2 separate regions of the Triticum aestivum genome follow, and region 1 is linked to region 2. The links are chromatin contacts, called in public Hi-C maps. All regions are on one chromosome and are shown on one strand. The core of a region is the stretch at or near the end of the contact, and the rest is flanking DNA. Distances in the headings are between cores, read along the strand shown.

Region 1 (6,691 bases), core at 1,883-4,382, 170 kb after region 2:
TGTGATTATTCATACCATCAGCAACATTTTACGGTGCTTATATGTGTAACATATTTACTCAAAGTTTGGTTTCCATTGCCTTCTAGTGGCCCCCATCTGGTTTTATGTTGTTACAGTCATATGTGCTAGTACTGATTTCATGTAATGATATGTATCATTCTTATAGAACACCTTCTGTGAATAATCCTGTCAAACATTTCATCTTATATGTGGATATATCTTGATCTTTGTCACTGTATGACCCTATGGTTTGATTCACCAAGAGGTATTGCACTGTCATTTCAGCAGCTGATGCATGTGTGTGTTTTCCTGATTAGGTGCTCAAATTTCAGATTAACAAGATCTAGAGTTAGTATCATTTTTTAGCAGCACTTATGTGTCTTCCACGGGAGTTTGGGTCCTCCTGTTTGAAGGAGACAGACTGGTATCATTTTGGTTCATCTTGATATGATGTCGGATACTTTAGGGAGAAGTAACACAAAGTGGTATATGCATTTTATGAACATGTCCTCTATGTTGACAATATGATGCGGAAAACGGTTTTCCTGGACATGAATACCTCATCTTGTGAGATTAATTGATATCAGGGGAAATTGCAGTCGGAAATGTCAATGTGGGTATGTTGTTTCCTGCCCCGGTTAAGTCCCTGCTTCAGAGGCCAAGAGCCAGAGCTTGGTCGAAGTAGAGCAAGTGTGTTTTGCTGCCATATTTTAGAGGATACAAGGATCGAAAACTTGCAATAGCAATGCAATATCTGTCTTTTCATGACAGTTATGGTGGTCTGCATTTGATCATCTTGGTATTGTTTGAGTAAATCGGTTGAATTACACGAAACCGTGTGGCACAGTTAGTGGTTGGGGACAGTTATTCGCAACACCTGGTGAACCGAACCGAACCTATTAATCCACACCCTTTCTTGCTCTTTTGCCTTTCTTCTTTGGATGATAGGGTAGCTTGCAGTTTTGTTCATGCTGCAGTCAGTGGCTACTCACATGTTGCATTGATCCACAGCAGAACAGCCTGCATGCAGTTGGCTCCGGCCACTGCCGACGTCTGCGATTTTTCTTCAGCTTGTAAGTTATGTACCATAGTACCAGTGCCAACGGGGCGACCGCCGTTCCCACTCCAACTGAGTATCATTAGAACTTTGCCAGACGCGTGAAGTGGTCGTTCGACCGAAAACCCGCATTATGCCCAGCGCACGGCCTGTCGTCGGCCACCACGACCGCTGAAACCGAGAGAAGCAAAATCAAGCATCAGCTACAGCTAGTATAACAAGAAGCCAAAACTCATGTTGTATCCCTACCTGAACCCGCCATAAGGAGAACCACAAGCAGAAGCTAGTTAAGTTGATAAGTCAGGGGGCTATTGCCCCCCCTCCTCCTCCCCAATTGTATATCTTTGACATTATTTTATGTTTCAGCATTTAAATAGTAAGAAAAGGACACATTTCAATCTCGAATTAATCACTCGGTTTGAATTATAACCCTTATCTTCGAAACCGGGCGTATTGCACCCTCCACTTACCACAACGTTTAAAAGACAACCCTAGTCCCGTTTTTGGGCTGGTCAACCAGTCTTGACTAAAGCCAAAGCTGACTGGTGGGTCAGAGCAGCTCGGGGCTGGAGATGGCTTGGGGGTGCAGCGCGTGCGGCCGGTCTACGGTCGTCGCCGGCGGCGGTGAGCCTTGGCGATGGAGGAGTCCCAGGCAGCGGCGACAGGGGACTGGGGGTCGGGCTCGGAGTTGACTCAATCGTGATGAGAGAGAGGGGTGGGTTTAGATACTGCTTCACGTGAACCGGTTTAGCCCAGGCATGCGCATCTACTTTTATTTGGTCTATGCTGGTGGAGTGAGATGGTTGGGTGCCCTTGAAGACGCATGTGTTACGATTTCCAGATTGTCCAAGCTGTAAGCGCGATGATAGAGCACACACCAATCTACGGACTGGTTGGTGACGTGTGAGAAGCAGCAATCCACTAGTCGATGAACCCAACAGTGCCGGCGGCGGTGGGCCTTGGCGATGGAGGAGTCCCAGGCAGCGGCGACAGGGGACTGGGGGTCGGGCTCGGAGTTGACTCAATCGTGATGAGAGAGAGGGGTGGGTTTAGATACTGCTTCACGTGAACCGGTTTAGCCCAGGCATGCGCATCTACTTTTATTTGGTCTATGCTGGTGGAGTGAGATGGTTGGGTGCCCTTGAAGACGCATGTGTTACGATTTCCAGATTGTCCAAGCTGTAAGCGCGATGATAGAGCACACACCAATCTACGGACTGGTTGGTGACGTGTGAGAAGCAGCAATCCACTAGTCGATGAACCCAACAGTGCCGCCGGGTGAAGCAATGGTGAGGCGCCACCAGTATAATATCTCGTGCCAAACAATACGAGAAGCAACACATCCAGAGACTAGATGGTTGATGGTTTCGTCCTCTTGGTCAGATAGGATGCAAGACTAGATGTGAGGTAGTCCATGGTGAGCAAGCCTCTCAGCTGTCCAACACCTGTCTAGGCTCACTAGATAGAGGAAGAACTTGACGCTCAGGGGAGCCCAAGGGTTCCATATGAATTGTTAGTGAGGCGCCATAGTGGAGCCATGAAACAATGCAAGGTAGCAAGACTTGACAGTGCAGGAAGTGTTGTCCGTCCATCTTCATTAGATGTTGTCAGAAGTTAGGGATAGAAAGTAGCCTCGTAGGCGTCACCAAATGTCGACGTATTGGACCCTAGCAGCCTGGCGGACCCATGCCACCATTGATGTCTTGAATCCACACTAGGCGGTGCTTGCACTGCCGCTTCAGCACCAAGTTAACCAGGTCAGGTGCGAGCTCGGTGATGAATTGGCTATCAAGCCAATGGTCTGTCCAGAAGTGGCAGGTGCGGCTGTCCCCAAGGGTCCACGTGATGAAAGCACGGAAAATTTGTCGCACCTTGGGGTCGGGGGAGGGATTGGTTAATAAAATATTGTTAATTTATTTGAATTTACGTCAACTTTGGTTAATAGTATGATGTTGACCGAAAATACAAAAATAATATATTGTATGTATGCCGTATTTACCGAGAGCCATACTACTTTACCGAGCCGAATTAACTTTTTTTTAGGCAACTGAACCGAATGCAAGACGCCACTACAACCAGCCCACCCCCAGCCAAGTGGGGCCACGAATAATAGAAGATGCCACTCTTCCCCACTCCACTCCGAGCCCTGTTCTCCCCCGGCACCGCCGCCTCCTCCACCTCCGCGCTGCCGCCGCCCCGTCGACCGCCGCTCGCGGGAGCCCTCCTCTTCCTCAGCCTAGGAGCCGTAGCGGGTTGCGCCCTCTCCACCCGCCGTCTCCCCTTCCTCCGGTAATCCACACCCCTCTCTCTTCCCCCCTCCCTCTGCCCTCAACTAACAATTCGTGCCTAGATTCATGGGATTTCGCAAAAAAGGCTGCGCCGGTTGGTTGTGAGCGTGTAGCGTATTTAGCTCCTCTGTTTGCTAGCTCGTAGGCTAGTTGTGTAGCTGCAACCCCGTCGATGAGCCTGGAAATAACCAATCAGGCAATCACGCGCGCTTCAATTTTACAATCCTTCATGGATTGCTGTTACCTAAAAGTCTGAAACCTGTGTCCCGCTCTGCTTGGCTGGATAAAACAATGCTTGTCTATGAAAGATAACACGGAGAACCAATGGACTGCAGCGTTACTTCAGTGAACTGGTACTCCCATATGTTTCCAACCATTAGTTCTGGTCCATACTTCTGCAAAATCATCGCACAGATTTTCAGATAAAAATTATGTGTTTCTGTGCTTGACTAATGCTAATAATTTGATAATCTAGAAGTAGTACTACATTAATATTTACAACACTGTGATTTCTATGCGAGCGTGTGGTTATTTTGTTTCTCCTAATGTAGAATGTTTTTTTTTTTGACCCGTAATGTGGAATAGTTGGTATAATCAATCATCAGTTCTGAAACTTTACAGGGCAATAAGCTCTGCTCGAATGGAGTCTACTTCCACGACCGTACCTTCCATTGTTGTGTATGTGACAGTTCCGAATCGGGAAGCAGGTACTTTACCCATGCTGTTGGTCTTTTTTTATTACCTTTGCATGCTACCATTGCCATTAATTAATCACAGATACACGCCATACTATCAGTTGACCAACTGAACTTACTTCCACATCTGATAGTGCATTTGAGTTACATTTGAGCTATGTTGTTCAATGGTCCAATTATAGATGGCTGTATGGTATTGTTTTGGCGAGATTGATCTCTTTCTTTAAGCAGCACTAAGAAATCTAAAATGGCTGTTTTTTTTCTTTTCAATAATCTTATTATTATTTTTCCTTTGCTGCAGGCAAAAAGCTATCAGCAAGCATTATCAGTGAGAAGCTTGCTGCTTGTGTGAACATAGTGCCTGGTAGGAACTGTGTTCTCTCTCTCTCTCTCTGTTTATTCTGTGCTGCTAGACACTCAAATGTAGTAGATTCTTTTTTTGTTTTTTGCGTGGAATAGTTGATTCCTGTCAACTGACCATCTTCTACAGTAGTTTTCAGTTATCATTTGAACCTCGTCATCTCTTCCAGTTTCCATACATATCCCATGTTGTGCACTTTAGCAAATTGGCTTCTCTACCCCTTGCCTTGAATCAAATGTCATCACTCATCAGTGGACCAGGATGACCATTAAACATCTGAGTTTTCCAAAATGTGACACGGCTAGTCATGTGGCTGTGTACATCATCATTTGGCCTGTCAGGTGCAGCATCGTGAAATCACCACTGTTGGAACTAAACTTGATGAAAGGTATTCAATTGACGAAACTTATGGGGTCTCAACTGTCAAGTGAAAATCATGGTGAAAATGAAGGGCTGAAGGGAACTATCTTAATAATTATAGAAGTAGGGATTAGCGATGGTATTAGAGATGGAGTATAAACTATAAACATGTTATGCTTGATAGCCAACTCTACCTGGTCAATGATAAAAAATATTTATATGATAGAGCAACTTTCTGTAGAGGTTCAACATAATTACTGTTTGAGATTTTCTACTTGAATTAACCACAAACGTCTGACCATCATCAAGATCTTCAAGATCCCTTTAACAGTAGACTATAGTGAACTGAACTAGTTGTGGACATAGTGATGTGTGGGCAAGTTGACACATGGGTGACTTTCTTGTTTGTGTAGAACATATGGGTGCAATGATTACGAAATCTTTTATCAAATTGTACTCTTTACTAACAATAAAAATATGCATTAAACTGATGGATATGCATTTGGCCATCAACAGGTAAGCTACCTCATCTTCTCACGATTTCTGTTGTATGTGGCTTACTGAGAAATCTTCTTTTCAGTCATCATCATATCATATCATCTTATTTGATGATCATTTCTGTTTCCAGGAATTGAATCTGTTTACTGGTGGGAGGAAAAGGTACATTTCTACTGATGCTTTCCTGGCCTGGCTAATTTGCAGTGCCTGTTATTCATTCAACGCTTTTCACCATGAAACGAGAGAATTTCTGGACCATGGTCCACCCACACCTATGCTCGGCGTCGTTAGATGTAACACTACTACCATGTGGATACTAGATACGGGTCAGGTTAGGATTCAAGATTTGTAGATTATGCTAATTCGGACATCCGGTCCACCACCAGCTCCATGTGTAGGTCTGTGCACACTCGCCCTTTTTTGAACTACGTGGCTGGCACAGTGCGCTAAACTACTCTAGCATATGAGCCCAACCCTGAGATTGTTTAAAAACAATCTTATCACCAGCTCCTTGTCCTGCGCTAATGCCGACATTTTTAAAGTTTGTCTGCGAGGGTCACCAGAGGTCAAACGTTTTAGACACTGCATCACATGGCGAAACATTGAAAGTGCATTTAGGTACTTACATACATGCTTTTCAACAAGATAACAACAAAAAACAGACACCTTAAACAAACTGCTTAGGTCCCAATATACTAAAAATGATGGCATGCAAGCCATAGCGCCCTGGTTGTTGTGCATAAGGCGTGCAACAAAAATCTTAAATGGTCATACCGCATGGGGGACAGGATTGTGCACAACGACGCATCCCTCCTATTTTATTCCCCTATACGGAGTATCTCTCACCATGTAGTAGGTTGATTAAAAAAACCAGAGACCTGATAATCAGTGGTTGATGATTCCTGCCATATGCTAGGAGGGCAGAATGTCACATATCTCAAGAAATGGTGTGAGGCGATGAATGGTACCGAGCGTGGGTGCCGGTGGACCATGGTCTAGAGCCACATTTCTAACCATGAAACTCCTTTACATGGGATGTCTTACCAATCCATTACAAAAGTACATATATTTAGTAGCTCTCCACAACCTGTTGATTCCTCAGGTGCAAACCGATGCTGAAGAGCTGCTCATCATCAAGACCAGAGAATCTCTTCTAAACGCCTTGACTGAACATGTGAAAGCAAACCATGAGTATGAGTAAGTTCTGTCCTTTTTTATCAAGCTTGGTCTATTTGTTGGTACAGAGTATGGACCAGCAAGTTATAATCAAACATGTTGTCTGTCCTGAACGGAGGTTTGTACTGTCTGATCTTTCCATGCAGTGTTCCTGAAGTCATCGCGCTGCCCATCAGCGGAGGTAACCTCAAGTACCTGGAGTGGCTCAAGAACAGCACCAGGGAGAAGTGATCTGGCTAGAGCTTTCCATGGACCT
Region 2 (6,114 bases), core at 3,167-5,666:
GCTATTCTAAGAGATATTCTTGAAAGCCACAACTGAGTTGTGATAACTCAAAACTGAGCTGTTTTTCGACTTCAACGAGTGTGCAGGAGATACTGCTTTTGAGATTATACAACATTAATGCACCACAATTGCCAAAAGTTTAGATATGATCTAAACACAACATCCAACTGAGTGACCAAGGATAAAAAAACTGAATAAAATTAAGTTTGTAAACTTGAACCTACCTTGAACTTTTCCCGAGAACCTTCTTCAAGAGCCAAATAGAAATACCGTTCCTCTTGTGTGAAATTTATTTTCTTCAGTTCAATTGTCTTTGGAGGTACTTTTATAATAGGTTCTCCATCAAGTAGTGTTTCTAATGGAAACAGTTCGTAAGTGAATCAATGCCAGAATATCACAACCAATGAAGAACCAAGTTACAGCTATGCGCACTTTAAGACACAAAACATGATGGAACTACTTTCCGAGTAAAGGAAGTAATATACACAAACATTATTATCTAAATAAAATCAAAAGGTGCTTACTGTCTAGATAGTTCCCTATATTTTTGTACTTTGTTCCCCCTCTCCTTCAGTTTCTAGTTTTGTTATGTATTTCATGGCTGGTGGAATGAGAGTAAATTATGCTAATAAATATACATATGAAAAAATGCATTTTCCAAGACAAAGGTGATAAATTCATGTTGCCATATATAGAATGTAAGTCAAATACGTATACATCTACAGATGATATAAAATTAATATCAATAGTTATCATAGATAACAAACAATTCTATAGGCAAAGGCATGTGGATTTACGCCTTTACGGCATGTAAGTCAAATACAGATAGATAGATAGATAGATATAGACAAACTGTCAAAGAATTTTATATAGAATGTAAGTCAAATACGTATACATCTACAGATGATATAAAATTAATTTCAATAGTTATCATAGATAACAAACAATTCTATAGGCAAAGGCGTGTGGGTTTACGCCTTTACGGCATATAGTACTTCCTCCGTCCCATAATATAAGAACGTTTTTGACACTAGTGTAGTGTTAAAAACGTTCTTATATTTTGGGACAGAGGGAGTAGATAACAAACAATTGCAGATAGATAGATATAGACAAACTGTCAAAGCATTTTATTTCACCTTTTGTGCGCCGCAACAGAATTATCTTCAAGACAGTTTGAAGTTTCTTATACCCCTGACTTGAGCCTCTAGATATTGGACCCTTTATCATCGAGCGGAACAAACTAAATGAAGAATATGGCTCATATTTTAAAAAGCGGAAATAACTGTACAGGTCGTCAATTGTATTTTGCATAGGTGTACCCGATAAGCACCATCTCCTTTTTGCTTTCAGTCCACAACAGGCTCTAGCAGATTTAGTCCGGTGATTTTTTATTGTTTGAGCTTCATCCAGCACAACTCTAAACCATCGCACCCTGGCAAGTGGACCACCATCCAGGTCAGCAGCTGAACTGTTAACCTTCTTTTTCTTTATTGCCTTTTTCTTGGTCTGTTTTGACAGTTTTCTTTTACGAGCAGCAAAATCTGGACATAACCCATACTTTTCATCGTTATTTGGCTCCATATCGTCATCAGAGTCTTGTTTGGGCACTTCTTGGCCTACAATAGTATATGTGGTGACAACAACATCATATTTTGCCAACTCAGTTGGTTTTGAAGTCCTTGAACCTCCATGATAAACCAAAACAGATAATCTGGAACTTTCAGCAACCTTGGCTTTGATCTCACTAGCCCACTGCTTAAGAATGCTAGCCGGGCAAACCACCAGTGTTCCTGCAGATGGTCTAGTAGCAGACCTGGAGGTTGATGCAGAGGATGGTAGATTCACTCGGCCCTTCTTCTTGGGCTCAACTTTAACAGTATTGGCCATTCTATTAAAAGCACTCCCCGACGAACTAGCACAGAGCTCATGATCAAGCCTATCTGAGGGTTCACCCTTGGGTTTGTTCTTGTCCATTGCCATCACTATATCATCATCATCAAGATCTAATGGCACAGAATTTTTACTGTCGGAATCAGCAGACATGAAGTTAAACTGTTGAACCCTCTCCTTTTGTATTAGGGCAATTGTTGATATTGTCTTCCCAAGACCCTACATCATGGGAAATTATCTGGCACTAAGAAAGGAGAAGTGGTAAAATAATTAACAGCAAGTGCAATAAGCTAGGAAATGAAAATAACCTGATCATCTGCCAAAATTCCACCTGGACAATGCGAACTATTCTCTTTGGAGAGCATCCAAGCTAATGCTATTCTCTGTCAAACATACAAGAACATAGCAGTGAACAGGATATCCAGAGTAAACATACCAATAACAACAGCTTAGGTTTTGGAAGATAAAGTTTACCTGGTGCTTAAGGAGTGATATGGACAAAACACCTTCAGGCAGATCTTCTTCCTTTGTTTCCTGACTGATATGCTGCATAAAAGTTTTGTTTACAATCCATAGTAACTAGAATCCGATCAAAGTCACCCGGCAATTAAAGCATATATGATCTCCACAGTGACTTGTAAAATTATATACCTGTAGAGCTTCTTCATATATAGCTCTCTCATCACAAGCAAGAGGCCTTTTTTCTGCGTTTGGTTGGCCTTGCATGCCAAAGCCATTGGAAACTTCAGGGTCATTATTAACTGGATTAAAGGAAGGCATTGATGGAGGAAACATCCTCTGTGAATGCAGGCCTTCATAAGCGTAGACATCATCTGACAATTACGAATGGCGAAAAAGCATCTTAATTAATCACAGTTTGCACCAGCATGAATATTTTTGTTCAAACTAAATGAATAAGGTACATACTACACACCGCTATCGCTATCAGTTTTGACGTTCTGGCTGGTACCAAAAGGAAGTTTCCAATCCATTGACGATGTAGATGAAAACATCCCAGTTCCACCATCAGTATAATTAAACCTTGCAGTAAGATCCTCCTCGTCACTCAAACTTGGATGACTGGTTGGAAATGATGGAGGCGGAGCCGAATACATATAGACATCATCATCTGACAAATTTGAACAGTGAAGAAACATTAATCTTGCTACTGGTCACAGGCTGCAGCGGTGCCCTTTTAAAAACTGTTAATTGTCAGAGTTAATCAAGGATAAATGCAGCGTACTCACCATCATCAATTTCCTGCTTGGTTTTACCGTATGATAGCATCAGCGAAGAACTTGAGAGAGGATAGATCCTGTGTGATGAACCAGCTGGAGATCTATAAGAGCATGAAGCGTGATTGCTACTTAACCAATCATCATCATCCAAAGTGATTGGCTGTTCTGCATTGTTCTTGGCAAACGGCGTGTTGAGTAAAAGAAGAGGGGAGTCAACACCGTCAATAGGAACAAGATTGTCTTTTCTGTCCTCTGAGCACACATGCGTGATGTCTTTGCCTTTTGAACACAATTTAACATCGTCCTCACTATCTGAACACAAGTCAATAATCTCCATGTTGGTGGCGAACTCGTGACTATGCAAACTTGCCAACTATCTTGCGCAACGGTCCAGAGGGGTCTTGTCGATTCAAGTGTCTAAATCCTGCAAGAAGCCAAGCAGACGTTAGCTGGCAATAATAACACCTGGAGTAAATAACAAACAAATGTGGGCAAGATAAACATGTGCAGGAAGCAGGTGGATAAACCTCTCCAACAACAATGCGTTCTAAAGGCACAACGGCGACCAGGATTGCAGCTAGGTAATTGCAGCCGCAAATTCAACGAAGAAGTACACTGAAACCTTAACCTTTTTTTTTTCAAACCAAAGGCAGTACAGGAACAGAACAGTGTCGTCAGACAAGCACCGACTGAAACTACAGGTAGCAGCCGACTTATAATTTATATAAAGAAAACGATGGAGCAATCAAGAGAACCGAGTCGCGCACAAATCTACGGGACGCGCAATCCCAGTCGGCCTCGCCCACGATCGCCAAGAACTCCCCCGGCCGCCGATGCGACCGATTCCCAGCGCCCGACCTAGGCGAAATCGGCTAAAGGCCGCGGATTCAATACCGCTCTACATACGGACCAATTCCAATCAAACCATTCCATCGAAAAGAATTCAAGAACGGCTCACGACGCCATTCCGTCCGAACCAAGATTCAAAAACTCACCCCCAAGAAAGCGACGGCGGGGAGAGGCCAGGCCGGAGCCCGCGCCGGGCCGCCCCGTAGACCGGGCCGCGCGGGCGGCGGGCGGAGATCGCCGGGGGCGCGGCGGGGCGGAGGGGGCGGGGCCAACGGAAACCTGGCGAGCTGCGCCAATCGGATCGTGGGCGAGGGGATTTAGGAGGGGCGGGCGAGCGGTTCGTTGGTGGCGGCGGGCGGGCCAGGCAGACCGAGCAGGGTGGGGGCGCGGCCTGGGACTTACGGGCGAGCGATGGTCGTGGTCGTCGCCCCCTCGGGTCCCTGTCGGGTGAGGCCGGTGCGTGGGGCCCCGCGTGTCAGCGGGCGCTCGTGGAGCGGGAAAGGGAACGTTCGGATTGGCTGGGGGGGGGTTTGGATTTCGGAAAGGCTTGTGGCGGAAGGAAACGCGGCGGTGAATGCTCGCGACGTGCCGTGACGTTGTACTTACCGTTGGTTGATTGACGCGTGTGACTCGTTGCTGATGAATTTTTTTGCTTTTGTGGAAAATCTAATGTGTGACCGTTCGCCCTCTGGCCAAAGAGAGAAACGGCATGCGTCGTCGTATTGAGGAGGAAGGAGATCGGTGGACATGGGAGGAAAATAGGAGGAATAAGCTTTCCGGCGATTGAACGGATGTGATGAGCAGAGTAAGGTGGTACATTTTCTTCTTTTGAGCAAACAAATTGACTTTTTTCAGAGAGAATTTTTCGATCCATTCATAATCAATAATTGCAACACAACCAGGTCCGTGGAACAACCAGCGACGACTACAAGCGCCGGAGCGAGCGATGGCGTGCCGATGTCATAGTTGTCCCGCCTCGGAGTCGGTCAAATCTTATTGTAGTAGATTGTAGTAAAGTTGTCATGCTAAGGTATCATGTGACCAACCACCTAAGTAGCAATCATCGTCGCAACTCAAGCACCAAAGACAAAGGTATCACTCGTAAAAGTGATTTTCATCGTAGTACTAGCTCTTGCGTTAGGTGAAATCCAGCCAATTCGTGCAGCATCTTATTCAGGATCTCGGTGCTCCCAAAAGTTGTGAGCGACTCCAGGAACAAGACTCTGCCACCTCTGTGTGTCACCAAATGAAAGAAGGAAAGAGCATGTCGTACATAAACCTGGGTTTTTTCCACGTCGTCCGTAGGCAGGAAAGACTGGCGCCAAAAGATATATATGTTTTGAAGAGAGAGATCCGCGGGCAAAAATCTTAAAGGAATGACTGACTGAAGGAAGGAACAGACCGTAGCAAAAGTCGAAGAATATGTGAATCGGGAAAAGGGAGACCCAGGCGGAGTGTTTCACGCGTTAGTTGGGCCCCTGATCCGCGTAGACCAAGGGCGAACACTCATTTGTTTACGGCATGGACTACCAGGGTCATGATTCACATTTCCTCATTCTCTTTCTAGCTGCCCATATGGGTGGCTACTATCATCCCCTTTTGATAGCTTCTTATCCGCATCCTCGAGCTCGCTCATAAAGGAAGAGTAGCGCGCTAGCGCGGCTCGCTTCGCTTTTCGACGCGGAGCTCGCGGTCTCGAGTTTTTCAGGGTCCTCGAGATCGCATTTTAGGTCGAGTAGAGACGCTAGGGAGTCTGTGGGCTTCCCTTGGCATTTCAAGATGACCTCTACTTCTAAGGCATGTGAAGTACCAGTTGTGGACAGATCCCTTGGCAGAGTATCAACTTGAGATTCTTCTTTCACCCTTCAGGAGCCTGCTAGTAGATAGAAAGATAAAGCAGCCTATCAACTACTTATAGTAGATAGAAAGATAAAGCCGCCTATCAACTACTTATCTATGCCGATTACTAGAAAAGGGCAGCAGCTTTCTACTAAAATGGGCTTTGGCACTCCTACCGCTATTACTCAAAATAATAATAATAGTGAAAGGGCAGTCGAATCTGTGACTACGTCAAAGGCTAGAAAGAAAAAAGAAAAGCAGACTAAAAGAGAACAACAAAAGAGGGATCACTTTCGAT

The links. Hi-C and Micro-C count contacts between places; a contact is called where the count stands out from the background.
Region 1: a contact with region 2 is called in a Hi-C map of leaf, with 2.9 times the contacts expected there. The contact joins the promoter of LOC123190553 here to the promoter of LOC123190550 in region 2. A contact is called at or near these places in 3 of 5 Hi-C or Micro-C datasets (leaf and root).

The regions. Positions count from the first base shown.
Region 1 is chr2A:721,996,831-722,003,521 of IWGSC CS RefSeq v2.1, forward strand. LOC123190553 (protein CutA 1, chloroplastic) reads left to right here and starts at 3,133. Exons shown (of 6, transcript XM_044603218.1): 1 at 3,133-3,346; 2 at 3,967-4,052; 3 at 4,342-4,404; 4 at 5,390-5,421; 5 at 6,362-6,456; 6 at 6,582-6,691. The coding sequence starts at 3,174. The coding sequence ends at 6,666. It also overlaps the pseudogene LOC123190552.
Region 2 is chr2A:721,821,260-721,827,373 of IWGSC CS RefSeq v2.1, forward strand. It overlaps LOC123190550 (helicase-like transcription factor CHR28), which reads right to left and starts at 4,417. Exons shown (of 13, transcript XM_044603216.1): 1 at 4,124-4,417; 2 at 3,138-3,552; 3 at 2,825-3,019; 4 at 2,542-2,723; 5 at 2,365-2,436; 6 at 2,199-2,273; 7 at 1,137-2,109; 8 at 225-355. The coding sequence starts at 3,465.